Regions from separate parts of the Gossypium arboreum genome. Here region 1 is linked to region 2. A link is a contact called in public Hi-C data. All regions are on one chromosome and are shown on one strand. Each heading gives the region's core, a stretch centred on a gene start, on an enhancer-like site or on the middle of the called end of the contact. The rest is flanking DNA. Distances are from core to core; before and after follow the strand shown.

Region 1 (6,742 bases), core at 2,286-4,785, 200 kb before region 2:
TTGAATTTTACAAATGCGTATCTTGGATTTCAAAAGCTATTTTAGTAAAAAGAAAAAGAAAAAAAAGAAATCAGAGGTGTTTGATGACTCCAATTGGATTACGTCTATCTTAATTTATACATAATATCTTTAATTCTCTATACTTTTATATTGCAATTCAAATTTGAACTCTTGGGTCAATCAATCAGCGACTGCATCGGCGCATATCTTTGTTTTCCTACAACTTATTTCAGTTTAATTTTTATATATTTTTAAAATTATCAAATAATAGTAATTTAATTTGTTTGATTAAATTTAATTATTATTTTTATTATGTGTTTATTTGTAGATTTAATTTATATTTTTCAATTAAATTAATTTGAGTTTATAGATTTTTTAAAATTTTGAAATTTTAATATTGATGCAGATGATGATTATTAGTCGATTAATTAAACTTTTAGTGAGTAGTATGTGAAAATAACAAATTGACATAATATTATCCATATGATAATATGTTTATCCCATCAAACTTTGGAAATCGCATAACTTAATAAATTTAACGGTCCAAATCTTAGATTACATTTCGTAATAGGATTACGGATGGAATATGAGATTACCTTGTTTGGTTTATTTAGTTGGAATATAAGATTCATGTCTTTGGTTAACAAAATGTAAGATTATCTTAAAACAAATTTTACTAAATTACCCTTGATATAGGATTTTGTTTTAAAAGTTCAACATTTTTAGTCTTAAATTTTCATAAAATTATAATAATTTAATAAATTCATTTTATTACACCTTGATTTTATTATATGAATTCAACTCAACAACTATTCAACCTAATTATGATAGTTTATTTATATAATTTATAGTTGTTTATTTAGAGAATCACTTTTAATATGAAAAGTGAAGTACAACTAAAATTCATAATATAAACCTCCAAATTTTATGTTCTATTTGTTACGATTTGCGGGTTTCAACAAATTTAAGAAGATTGAGTTTTTTTTAAACTATTGGTTTTTCTAATTATTAATGTTTATGGCAAAATGGGTTTTATTTGGTAACGTAAGCTGTTAACCTTATTTGTAAATTTTATGTAAAATAAAAGAAATGAGGATTTTATTTCCAAAAAAAAAAATCATATAAAGAAACTAGCTACTAAGATTAATAAAATAATTTCATAAAAGAAAAAATTAATCAACCAAAACGAGTTTGTTACGATGAATGCAATAAACCACAAGTAGTATGAAGATAAAGGATAATTTTATCCAAAATTTTAAATTCTACCCAAAATCTTAAATAATCTAAGAAAGAGGCTTTCAAACCTCGGTTCAAACAAGAGTACCCTATGTTAATGTGCCTTGAATGATTCACATCTCAGGGTCAAGTGTTGATAAGCATATTGAACTATTCATGTGACTGAAAACCCTCACAGTCTGGCACAATGACGCAATTATCAGGAGTGCACTTTACCACTGAGCTAATAGTCTCGTCGTGTGGACCTCTCGTTGGGGGCTCGTTATGCCAAAAGCGAGAGAAACCCCCAAAACTTCATCCCTCTCTTTCCTTTTTACGACCCCATGTCGCCACATGGGAGGGACTCAGGGGTGTAAGGGATCCTATCAACTTGTTCTGACCTAGAATAATAAGCTCATGGGCTTAGTCTTACTTCATCGTCGAGAAATGAAAGAAATGCTGAGAATCTAAACACCATAATCTCATTCGAAAATGTAACATTACAGGTCATAAGTAAGATTTGACAAACCAAAACATCCATTTATCCTTTCAATGAGGACTGAAATTTTAAAAATTAGAAAATACAGGGACTAATATCGGAATCAGCCATCCAAATATCTCATGTACCCCAAAAGAAGATGCAAATCCACCTCAATTTTGATAAAGACGTTTATGTTTGTTTGCTGAAAAGGCAATAGTGATTAATGAGTTGGACAACAATAGCATTATTACCCCTATCATGAACCCAAATCAAAATTGAGGTGGATTTGCAGCGACTAATTTACCTACAGTAATTTTAGAGCAAATATCTCATCTATTGATATCATTATTAGAACAAGAATCGCACATCGCGTTTAACATGTAGAACAACATAAAACTGGAAAACAATTAAGTAACTTAAACATTCATTTTCGTCATCGTCTTTGTTATCAATGCCTCAAAAGTCCTTAAGCAACTTCCGGACCTGTTCCAGTGTCACAAACAGCACCACCGTAAATGGTCCCTGTCTCGAGATTGTGGGTATAAACCCTTTATACAAAGCCATCGGCCCTTCCGACTTCACCGTCTTGATAGCACAATCCAAAGCGCCGGCGTACGGCGGCTTTTGCCCTGCCTCCACCTTCATGTTCATCACCCTTGTTTTTATCACATCAACAGGATTGGACGCCACTGCCGCAACAAACCCGGCTGAAAAGCTCGCTGCCACGTGTGTCCCCAGCCCATCTTTCATCAGCCCGTTTTCCAAAATCATCTCTTTGATCTGATCGTAGGAGGCAAGCTGCGATGCCGTCACCAACATCGCACGATTCACCGTCAGCGATGAGCCGCGCCACAAGGAGGTCACGCCTTCTTGTTTGGTCATGCGTGTGATGGCGTCGACAACGCTGGTATAGTTACGACGTTGAGATACGGGAAGGCGTCCGTCAGCTTGCATTCGCACCATCGCCACGTCGGCTGGGTTCCCAACGGCAGCGCCGATCCCTCCGGCGATTAGCCCGGCGGTGATTTTCCGCGAGAGAGGCATGGTTTTGGTCTCTTTATCAGTCCACTTCTGTTTCAGGATGTCGTAGAGTCCCATGCGGGTGGTGGAATAGAGGGTCTGGCGGAGGACGGTAGCAGAGACGCCAGAAAAAAGAGCAGCGACGCCTTCGGTCCGGAAGATCTTGATCCCGGTGGCCACAGGTCCAACACGCGCCGGCGGAGGAGGCATGTGGATAGCAGAGGAAGTAGTAGTAGTGGTTGTCTGAAAGGCTAAAGCAGGGCGGAGTGTTTGAACAGCCGTATTGGGAACATGGCTTTCACCCTGGAGCTGCATTCGGACTTTGATCAAATCAAGCGGGTGGGTCGAACACCCGGCCACGATTGAGGCTATGCCTCCTTCAACAAAACCCTTCACTCCCATAGCGGCACTCTCAAAGAAGATCTAAACTCAAATACTTAAGAACTTTACCAAAATTTGCTTGCAAATCAACAAGGCAATTACTTTGTTTCAAAAAGGCAATAAAAGAAGTCTAAACAAAAAATCAATAGAAGAAAAAGAAAGAGATGGAACTATTAAGACCAGTTGGAATTAGGGTTCATCTCACTGGAAACCAGGAGATGAGAATGGAGACCAAAAGCTATTGAAGAAGAGTGGGGAACGTTAGGCCTTTGAGACATATGCTAACCAAGAAAAATCAGCTAATGAATGGGGTGATTGGCTTTGTGGGCAGGGGAACGTATTTATAGCTGCGACGGCGGCGGTCACGTGGTTCGGCTAAGGCACATGGGAAATACGGGTGTTGCGGGAAGGAGGGACACTTCTTGGGCCGTCTCTTATTGTATACGCGTTTTTTTGCCTCTGGTCTCTTTCTTTTTTTGTGGGTTTCATCAAAGTCAAAAATATCCCTCAACATAGGCTGGAGCCCGCCACAGGCCTATCAGGTGGAGGTGGATGCAAGTCGGCAATTTCAAAATAATTTAGGTTATATATTTTATATGTAGTTAGTGTCAATGGTTTTGTCTTTTAAGTCCTAAATTCCTCTTTTACATATATTTTTATTTTTCATTTAATGTTGTTTTAAGTTTTTATTATTATTATTTTTAATTAATATTTTAAATATATTATTTTAAAAGTTTTTATTTTTAATTCATATTTTTGATTAATAACTTTTTTATTTATAAAATCAAATAATATTATAAAAATTATTATTCTTAATAAATATAATTTTATATGTGTAATATTTATTTTCAATCCATATCATGAGTGTAGTAAATTTTAGTATTTTATATATTTTATATATGTATTTAAAATATTTCATATATAAATATGATGATATTTGAAATAATTAATTAAAATATTTTATATATAAAATATTTAAAAATACCATATCCACAATATAAATGAAAAACAATAAATTTTAAAATATTTTAAATATAAAAATAATAATTATATTTAAAATAATTATAATATTAGTTGGAAATTTGAGTTGAGTGAAATGGATTGGGCGGTCTCACGTTTTTTTATTCCTTATATGACTTTTGGCTTTATTTGGTTTCTTATTAATTTCATCTGCAAATACGTTCATGCATGGTCTTTGACCACTTAAGGGGTGTCTGGTATAATTACGAAACTCTATTCAATTTTCTATTAAAAATCTCTTTAAATTAACTGTGCATCTATGGTTGTTTCACTCCTAACTAGTAATTTGATTCATTCTTTTTAACTGATTATTTTGAAAACTATCAAATAAAATTAATTGCTTAGCAACTAATTAATAAACCAAATTTTTTAGTTCAAAAAGTCGTTTAATCGTCGACTGACTGATAGGTTTTCTTTTTGGTGAAATCGACCGATAGGTTTTTAATTGCCAATTAATTGTCAACTTACTTATTTATTTATTGGTTGAGATATTTGTGAAAGTGGCAGCTAAATATTTCAATTTAATCCCTTTCGAATAAAATAGCTGCAATTTAGACTCTTTCGAAAGTTAAATATTCAACTAAAACGGTAGAACTTCGTTAATATAACCATTTTTAACTCCATCGTAATTCCTGGCTTTTGCCCCGCATTTTGCGTTACAAAGGTGACGTTTTTTTTTTTTTAACACAACAGCCTTAAGGAACTAATATTATAACGGAGGGACGAAGTCATTAGACATTTTGACGTGTCGAGCTGTGATAAGGGGATGGGTAATTGCCAATCAGAGGCATAGGCCATCTCTATTTGATGGTTGTCCTTCGATGTGCCTGACTTTTTGCAGGCTGACTTTTCACAAGTGATTAGCGGTCACCCTCTTCTCTTCAAATTAATTTTAATCTTTGATGTATTACACGGTATATAATTTAAAGTCAATCAACTTAAATTAAATTTTTAATAATATATGATTATTTAATTTATTTACAGTGCATAAAATTATATCTAATAATTTTTTAATAATTTTATAATAACTTGATTATATATTTTTTCGACATAATGATTAAAATTATTCATAACTCATTTTAATCCATAAATAAAAAATAATATATTTCAATTCACTCGAACTTACATTTTTCTCGTTAATGATAATATTTATACCAATTAAATCTTTTAAACATTAATCAAACATTTTTATAAATTAAACACTCAACTGAATCCAACATTATCAATATATAATAACACTTGTTTGTTTGAAGGAGGAGTCCCCTGGAGTTAAATTAAGTTTTTAAAAGAATTGCTTTATTGAAAGTTTGTCTAGTGGAAGGCTCCAAATGAATGTGCTATAACCACCCTTGACTGAGTGGGGTCATTGCATTCCCATTTCAAAGTTGGAACTGGTAAAGTTGAGTAATTATGGGGGCTTTTCAGATGGTGTAAAGGCCATCCACGTGTACATATGTAATTAAACGTTGACGGATACGGGGTCAGCCGGTCAGGCATGACCAAGTTGTGGGATCATGTCATCTTGGCTTTGGGTGCTAAAAGTTTGGCCTCACTGGAATTCGACAAAACTTTAAACGTCGCCTGAGAGATTCGAACTCTCGCGGGGAAACCCCATGTACTTAGCAGGCACACGCCTTAACCACTCGGCCAAAGCGACGAATACGATAACAGATATAAATAAAAATTTTAAAGGCTTAACAATGAAATGAAATAGCGTGAAAATTAAACAGATGCATCCGGGAAGTAAAATTACTTATTTAGCCAAAGAAAACTAAGATGAAGTCAAGTATTTAGTTGTAATACAATAATATTAGCGACCAATAAAGGGATTGTGTACAGTTTGACACTTCAACTAGTAAATTAGTTTAATGTGACACGTTTATTTTAAAACGAAATGTCGATTGTGATATTTTCATTGTCATTCAAGATAGTCAAGTTAAATAAAATAGATTATGTGACCGTCATAGCTCTTCCTAGGTTGCAAACGTAATCGACTTGATCCAAATTTTAAGTAATAAAAATTTTGAAATAGATTTTAGATAAAACTAAGTTAGATTTGTTTATTTAATAAAATAACATCAAATTTGATTTTAAATTAAAGATTTATATTCGATCATTCTTTTGTCACTCAAATTAAATATAAATAGTTAAATTTAACTTGTGAATTCAGAAAATAAATAAACATGAATAGCATATATGTAAAACCAGCGTAACTTTACGTGTTGATAACTCAAAATTGGTTATCAATAGCCACTAAATTCAAATGGGTTACGGAGGAGGAAATGACCTTATTATCAATCTCTGTTGAAGTGGTCAAGAAAGTATGTATTAAAGCAATTGTGTTTAAATTTTACACAAAAATAGGTTATTCGGGGTGAAATATTTTCATATAAAAATAAATTTTTAATTAAACAATCATTTTTGTTAAGTAACTTGTATCATAGTGCTAGATGTGTTCATCAGAAGGGGAAGAGATTGTTGAAGGATCATAGTGTTATATTTGCTGATTATTATTGATGGTGATAGAAATGGGTATCACATTAATTAATCAAATATATTACATATTTTAAAATATAAATACCTTATTGAATGATTTACAAGAATTCGGAGGACTTTATCCCTTTA
Region 2 (7,057 bases), core at 2,157-4,656:
TTTTTCATAATCCAAATTTGATTAATTCCAATTCTTTATCAAGTTATTGAAGTATAATGTTTGTCCATAACTTTATAATCTATAATATGGATCACTGGAAAGAAACAATATGATTCATACATTATCTTCAGAAAACAAAACATTATATGCTCACATATTGAAAGTCTGATAATTTAGATTGTCAGTTATATAGAGTCCGCTTTTAATGGAATGTGGATGAAAAATTTCGTCACTAAGGTGCAAATTGTGGCAACAAATTGTAGTTCTTTATTCCAATTACAACAAGAGCAAGTCAAAGTCAAAGCACATAAACTTTAAATTCTTGATTGTTAAAGTAAGAGTTCAGAGTGGTCAGATGTTTATAAACATATTGGGACAAACTCCATAATTGCAAATTTGTTTACTAAGGGACTACCACTCAAGGTTTTATGAGCACATTGGTCATACAAGTGTAATGTCATTTTAAGATACTTGATTTTAGTGGGAGTTTGTAATTTTAAATATTTTTCTATTATAGACACATTTTTTGTTATTTTAGTTTACAGATACTGAGGATATTTGTTTTTTTTGTAGAAATTAGGTTTATTTAGTTTATTCACACTCTGTTTTTGATAAATTTTGATCTCACTAAGGTTAATAAGGACTAGTTGGAAATAGGCATGTTTAGATCACATTGCATTTAATTTCCATGCTACACATCCATACTTGATCTATATAATTTGGTTGTGTTAATATATGTGATCAATGATGGATTTAGTTATGATGTATGTAACGAAAGTCGCATTAGTTCTATGTTGACATAATTAAATGATGAGATTGTTTGAAACACCTTTTGGATATAATAGTAAAGTTTTGAGCTTATAAAGTTTTATAATGACATATAATTGTAGAGTAATTAGTATATATATATGTGGTCCAAGTGGGAGATTGTTGGAAAAATATGGACATCACGTATATAATAAGGATAATTACATATTATTATTTACTATCATAAAAGGTTAGCCCGAATTAAAGATGTTCTAATTTGGTTAAAATTTATTGGCCTTCTGTTATTAAATAAATTATAAGTCAAAGATGTGTTGATACTCTAGTAACTAATTTCTAATTGATGATGAGCTGATTAGAAATTAAATTTAATGTGCAAAAGTTATATATTAGGGTTATGGTACCCAAATTACACATATGTAACTTTTCTGGCATCCCATATTCAGAAAAGAGAGAGTCACCTTCTCTAAAATACTTGTGTGTTAGTTTGAAAGATCAAAACCACAAGACTTGAATATTTCATGATATCAATGGATTCAGGTACACTTTCAATCTAGTTTTGTTCTTGATGATCTGACATGACAGATTTTGGTTTACGTTCTAGGTTTATATAAGAGTTTTATGGCTTTAATAAGTGTCACATCTTTAAACTGTTGTATTTTTTAAGCTCAAGAACTAAAATGAATTTAGTTATCAAGTTCAAGTACCAAAGTGGATAAAAAAAGTACAAGTACCAAAATGGACCTAGTTATCAAGTTCATGGGCAAAAAATTATATTATTCCTTATAAAAAATTAAAACTTTAATTAATTGTTTTAGTTTTTTTTAAATTACATTATTTTTAGATGAATAGTTTTTAAAGTTTGAATAATTGTTATAAGTACTTATTCGTAATTTATTATTCTTCCAATTTTTGAACAAAAGTTAAAAATCTCATATTTCTAATTATTTATTATCATAACTAAAATTATAAAATATTTGCTTCAATTTATTTTGTAATTTTCATCTGCTTGAAAACAAACCCAATGTCACTACATAAAGTTTGGACAGGTGTTTAAAGAGATCCATTTGGGATTGTTTCTAACTATATATATATATATATATATATATATATATATATATATATATATATTATAGATTATAAATTTAATAAAGTTAACTTTTCGTATACCAAACAAATATTTTCAACATCTTTTAACAGATAATTTTATATATCCCATCAAGATATCAAAACAAGTTAAAATTTAAAAACAAAACGTAATAAAAGTATTAATGACTATTAAATATCAAATTAATAAATATTTAAATAATGTAAAAAATAAGCATATCAAACAAATTATTTTTTGGAATAGGTTTTCTTTTCTTAACAAGTAATTCAATACTTATAGGTGTTAAGGCCCCTTATATGTCTTACATCCACATTGGAAACAGGGTAATGATTAAGGAACGATTACAGGTACCTTAACATTCTTAGGTGTTGAAGTCAGTAAAAATTTTAAAACCCTATCCTTTGTTGTTTATGTGCTTTTGTAGCATTTTAACATTTAAACCAACTTTGACACTCATATGTGTCATAGTTTTTTTAAAACCCTACAAAACCAAATCTTAGACGAAAAATCTCAAAAATTTAAATAATTATCTACATCTATATAAGTCGTCTAGGCGTATTTAGAAACTATTACCTAATTTAATCTTTAAACAATATTTTTAACTAAGAGGTGAAAATCTCGAAAATTTAAAGTAATCTTGTCACTCATAAATGTCAAGATCTTTTTGAAAATTCTAGCGTAACCCTAACTGTAAAATTTATAGATATCTCATCCCACTTGTTTATTTGCATAGAAATCTAAAAATTCATCTTATATAAATATGTATATTCTATACTATCCTATGTAATTGAAAATCCTTATAAATGTTATAATGGTCGCCTCCTTATTACGATTAGATAAAAGACATGTCGTTCACAATGCAACAACAATGGAGTGTTCTCTAGTGTCTTGGTGGTAGCACCATGAACAGCTTACAAATTCTTTAATTTGAAATATTCAAGGCTTTGAAAATGTGATTGAGTAGAAATTTGTTGATCTAAAAAAATATTTATCATATTAACATCACCTTAATATAACATTAAAAAAAAAAGGTTGTATGATACTAACATGTTGCTTATTTCATAACTTCAATCATTAATGGAATTGAGATGATCCATGTACTTGAAAAGTACATGAAAAATAATATCTTGATAATATTAATGATGCAGATTAAAATTTAGATAATGATTAACTTGATCAATGACCAACAAATGATAATAAAAAGCGTATGTTAAATATTAAAGAGTGAATAACTCAACAAATAAACACTAGAATAATTAGATAAAATTGTTTTAATTTTTATTATATTCAAATTTAATTGTTATTAATTGTTTATTAAACTTTTTAGTATAATATTTTAAAATAAAAACTTAATAGTAATGTAATTTAAAAAATTAAGTTGTAATAAATTGAATTTAAAAATAATATTAACAATGTTAAGAGTAAGATCTAAGTTTTAAAATTTGGAAAATAGAAAACTAAAATCTTACAAATAAAAATATAAAGATTAAATTTTAATAAAAAATAGTAAAATGGTTGCATAACGTCGTCGTTTAATACGAGTGGACTACCGTTTGAAACGGCGGGCGGAGTAGGAAAAAGGCTTGTTTGTCACTGATTTTATTGAAACGAAAGGAACCCAAAACAAGCAAATGCCAGTTGCAATAACACCTGGCTATCGCTACTGCCACAAGCTCAACCACCGCCTCTCCGCCTCAATTTCCGCCCTCTCCACCGCCAAAAAACCAATGGTCACTACCGCCAGCAGCTCCGGCACCACCAGCAACGCAGGCGCCTTCACCACCATTAAAGAAACAGTAACATTCGAAAAAGAAATAAAAAAGAGCAAATTCATCGCCGTTGCTGGTCCCATCTCTAACGAGCAGTCCGCTCACTCTTTCCTCAACCAAGTCAAGGATCCGCGTGCCACTCACAATTGTTGGGCTTACAAGGTAATCTAATATGACGCCACGCTTTTCTATCATCTCATTCATCTTGCCTCATAATTGACCTATCAAAAGTTTAATAGGTTGGGGATCAGTATCGGTCGAATGATGACGGCGAACCTTCTGGAACGGCGGGGAAGCCGATTCATTCTGCAATTGTTTCTTCAGGTTTTGACAGAATCATGGTGGTCGTTATTAGGTATATTTATTTACTTTTGACATATATTGCCATGATCAAAATTGAAGGGACAAATAACATGAATCTTCAAATAAATTTCAGGTATTTTGGAGGAATTAAATTGGGAACGGGAGGACTTGTTAGGGCTTATGGTGGAGTGGCCTCGGAATGCTTGAGAAATGCTCCAACTTGTCTTGTAAAATCTAAAGTAAGAATGGAAATAATCTATGTATGACAATTTTAATTTTTAAATTTTATGATTTTAATATTTGGAAATGTTGATATTTAATTGGAATTTTGAAGGTTCCAATGGGAGTGGAAGTTCCTTTTGATCTTTTGGGAGTTCTATACCATCAAGTGAGCAATTTTTTCCCTGTTCAAATTAGTCCTTCTAGAGAGATTCACGAACTTGTAATTCAGATAGCTATAAATGAAAGTTAGGCCTTATGGTCTGTTTTGTTTTGTTAAAAAAAAAAATTTGATATTTTATGGTTAGTGTTTAGTTCTGTTTGTTGTTTGCATATAATGTTTATAAATAAAAAGTAGAAAAATTTTATGCTTCTTTTATATAAATTTCTCTTAATGTGGTTTCTCATCCGATTATTGGCTTATAGCCGTCAGAATGTGTTGGTTATGTAATTTAGTTTCTGATCCGATTAGCATGATTGGAATGTGTGTGATTGTATAATTTAGTTTCTCATCCGTTTTCCACCATCGGAATGTGTGAGGTTGTAGTTTCTCATCTGATAATCACCATTAGGATGTTTATGAATAATGATTGTAACATCCTTGGATACCGCTTGCTTGTTTCTCTAGCGACATGTCCCTTTAGTAACAAGTCAATTTATTCATGTCTATTTGTAAGTGGTAGTTTCAGTTCATCTGAGTCATATTGTGACCTGGAATGAATCATTTTCTGGAACCAGCATGTTACAAAGTAGGTTGTAAACTAAGGATTACAGATGCTGTGATTTGGATCCCAGATTATGTGAATACCACCTCTTAAGGGTAATTGCATGAACAAACCGAGTTAAACTGTGGGTTCAAAAGAAGGGTTTCTCTTAATTAGGGATAAGATGATTTTAAACTATTTATTTAACAAATTTATTTAACTTTTGGGGATCAAAACAAGCTATATAATTTCCTCTCCCATTTTATGCTTTCTTTTTATTTGCTCTCGACTTTATATTTATATTTGGTTTTTAGGAATGTAGAGGTGATAACTAATTAATTTGGTGTATGTAAGTTGCATTATTGAAATTCTTCTAACATTTTGTTACTCTCGTTGTCTTTGCCCTAGAAAGGGGACCTTCAAAATGTATCACATGGTAATCTTGTTCTTCTTTGCTGCAGTTACAATCTTTCGAAGCTGAGGACATCAAACAGGATTATGATACAGGCAAAGATGGGACCACCATGGTTTCCTTCAAGGTTGAATTCGATCGAGCTGAGAAACTAGAAGAGGCTATCAAAGCCAACTGTAGTAGAGAACTCGAATTTTATAAGCATTGAAACTGACTTCACACTTCACCGTAAAGATAGATCCTGTCTACAAAATTTCCCAGCTTTGGTTCAACAGATTTAAGATTGGTATGTGCTGCAAATCTCCTTTCGGAAAATACATTTGTTCGTTGCCTCACATATCGTACATAGTTTTCAAGTTATTGATGGTGACAATAATATCATGGGAACCTTTGTTTTATAGACTTGATTACTAAGTTTTAGTTTACATAGTGAGCTATTCATTTTTCGTGGAAATGCAACTATGAAATTGAGTAGAGGAAGCATAAAGTTTTATGTGAAGGGAGGCAGGGTGAAAGAAATAACTTTTTGGGACCAAAATAGATCTGTATATCTTGTTCTAACTACAACTTCAGATTAGTGAAATAGATATCATGCTTAACACATGCAAGTTGGATGCTTTCAATGGCGCAGGGGTAACGGGTACGAATCTGCCCTTTGGAGGGGGATAATAGCAGCAAACGGCTGCTAATACCCGTAGGCTGAGGCGATGATTAGTAGCAAATGCGAGAGGATAATCAGCGGACTGGGAGTGGACTGAGACTTGGCGTAACCAGTAAACAATGAGCCGTTTAGAAAGAAAGGGGGGTATGGTTGTCCTTTGAAAAGATGCATCTCGATTAAAATTACAATTCAGTTCATATTATTATAAAATAAAATCTCCTTTTGATGACCCCATTGTTGAATTTATTTAATTGGATCAAAATCGAGAGAAGAATTATATCATGAATTGAACTTTTAGGATGCAAATAAAGTTTGAAGCCTGGCTAAAAAGGGGCAAGATTAAAAGGAAATCGGAATTGAACAGAAATATTGTTTTTGGAAGAAAAATCAAAACTAAAGAGAAATGTCACTGAATTTTCGGAAGCTGGAAATCAAAGATGAGAAACAAGTCTTAATTGATTTAATTAAAATTTAAGATAAAATTTGAATTACGAATTATAAATAAAAATAGATTATCCTTGGCAAAAAAAAAATACAAAAAATCCCTAAAAATTCTCTAGAAACATGCCGTTTTGAATTTATAGACTAAAATTCTAGTAAACTATCCTAACCAATTATAATTAAGCTTTATTTACCACATAAAACTTCTTTAAACTAAGCTAAATACCTAGAGCTCTACTTAAACTTGTATGATTCTGTTGCTGTTGGAAATTATATTTGAATGTAAAATTCGGTACTCAAAAATTATGGATGCCTGCATAAAATTGCCACTATTATCAACGTGTGATGTGATACAAGGGGCATCAACAGTTGCACCACCTTCCAATACATTTGACTCGGCAAATCCCTACAGAGCACGTCAAATCACAGGTTTACAACAACACCCACTTTGTCCCTGCAAATCGCAACCCCCTCCTAATGTAAAATCCATCCACACACACACACACACACTCTTCAACATCAGAAAAATAAAACTAACACCCTTTGCATTCACGACTTTACATCTTTTAACACTCCCCCCTTTTCGAGCTCCCCGACTAGATCCCTCAGCGATGGAACCTTCATCGCCAATGTCCTATACAATCTGGAATACCGAGCTCGGGTGCCATCCGCAGT

The links. Hi-C and Micro-C count contacts between places; a contact is called where the count stands out from the background.
Region 1: a contact with region 2 is called in a Hi-C map of leaf, with 3 times the contacts expected there. The contact joins the promoter of LOC108464347 here to the promoter of LOC108484663 in region 2. A contact is called at or near these places in 2 of 5 Hi-C or Micro-C datasets (both in leaf).

What each region holds. Positions count from the first base shown.
Region 1 is chr11:48,287,547-48,294,288 of ASM2569848v2, reverse strand. LOC108464347 (mitochondrial uncoupling protein 5-like) reads right to left here and starts at 3,535. Exons shown (of 1, transcript XM_017764610.2): 1 at 2,010-3,535. The coding sequence starts at 3,118. The coding sequence ends at 2,153. TRNAS-GCU (transfer RNA serine (anticodon GCU)) reads right to left here and starts at 5,774; the gene lies at 5,693-5,774.
Region 2 is chr11:48,084,969-48,092,025 of ASM2569848v2, reverse strand. It overlaps LOC108484663, which reads left to right and starts at 3,406. Exons shown (of 6, transcript XR_001871290.2): 1 at 3,406-3,804; 2 at 3,882-3,997; 3 at 4,079-4,184; 4 at 4,280-4,333; 5 at 5,330-5,566; 6 at 5,912-6,079. LOC108486112 (kinesin-like protein KIN-14B) reads right to left here. Exons shown (of 23, transcript XM_017789945.2): 23 at 6,686-7,057. The coding sequence ends at 6,932.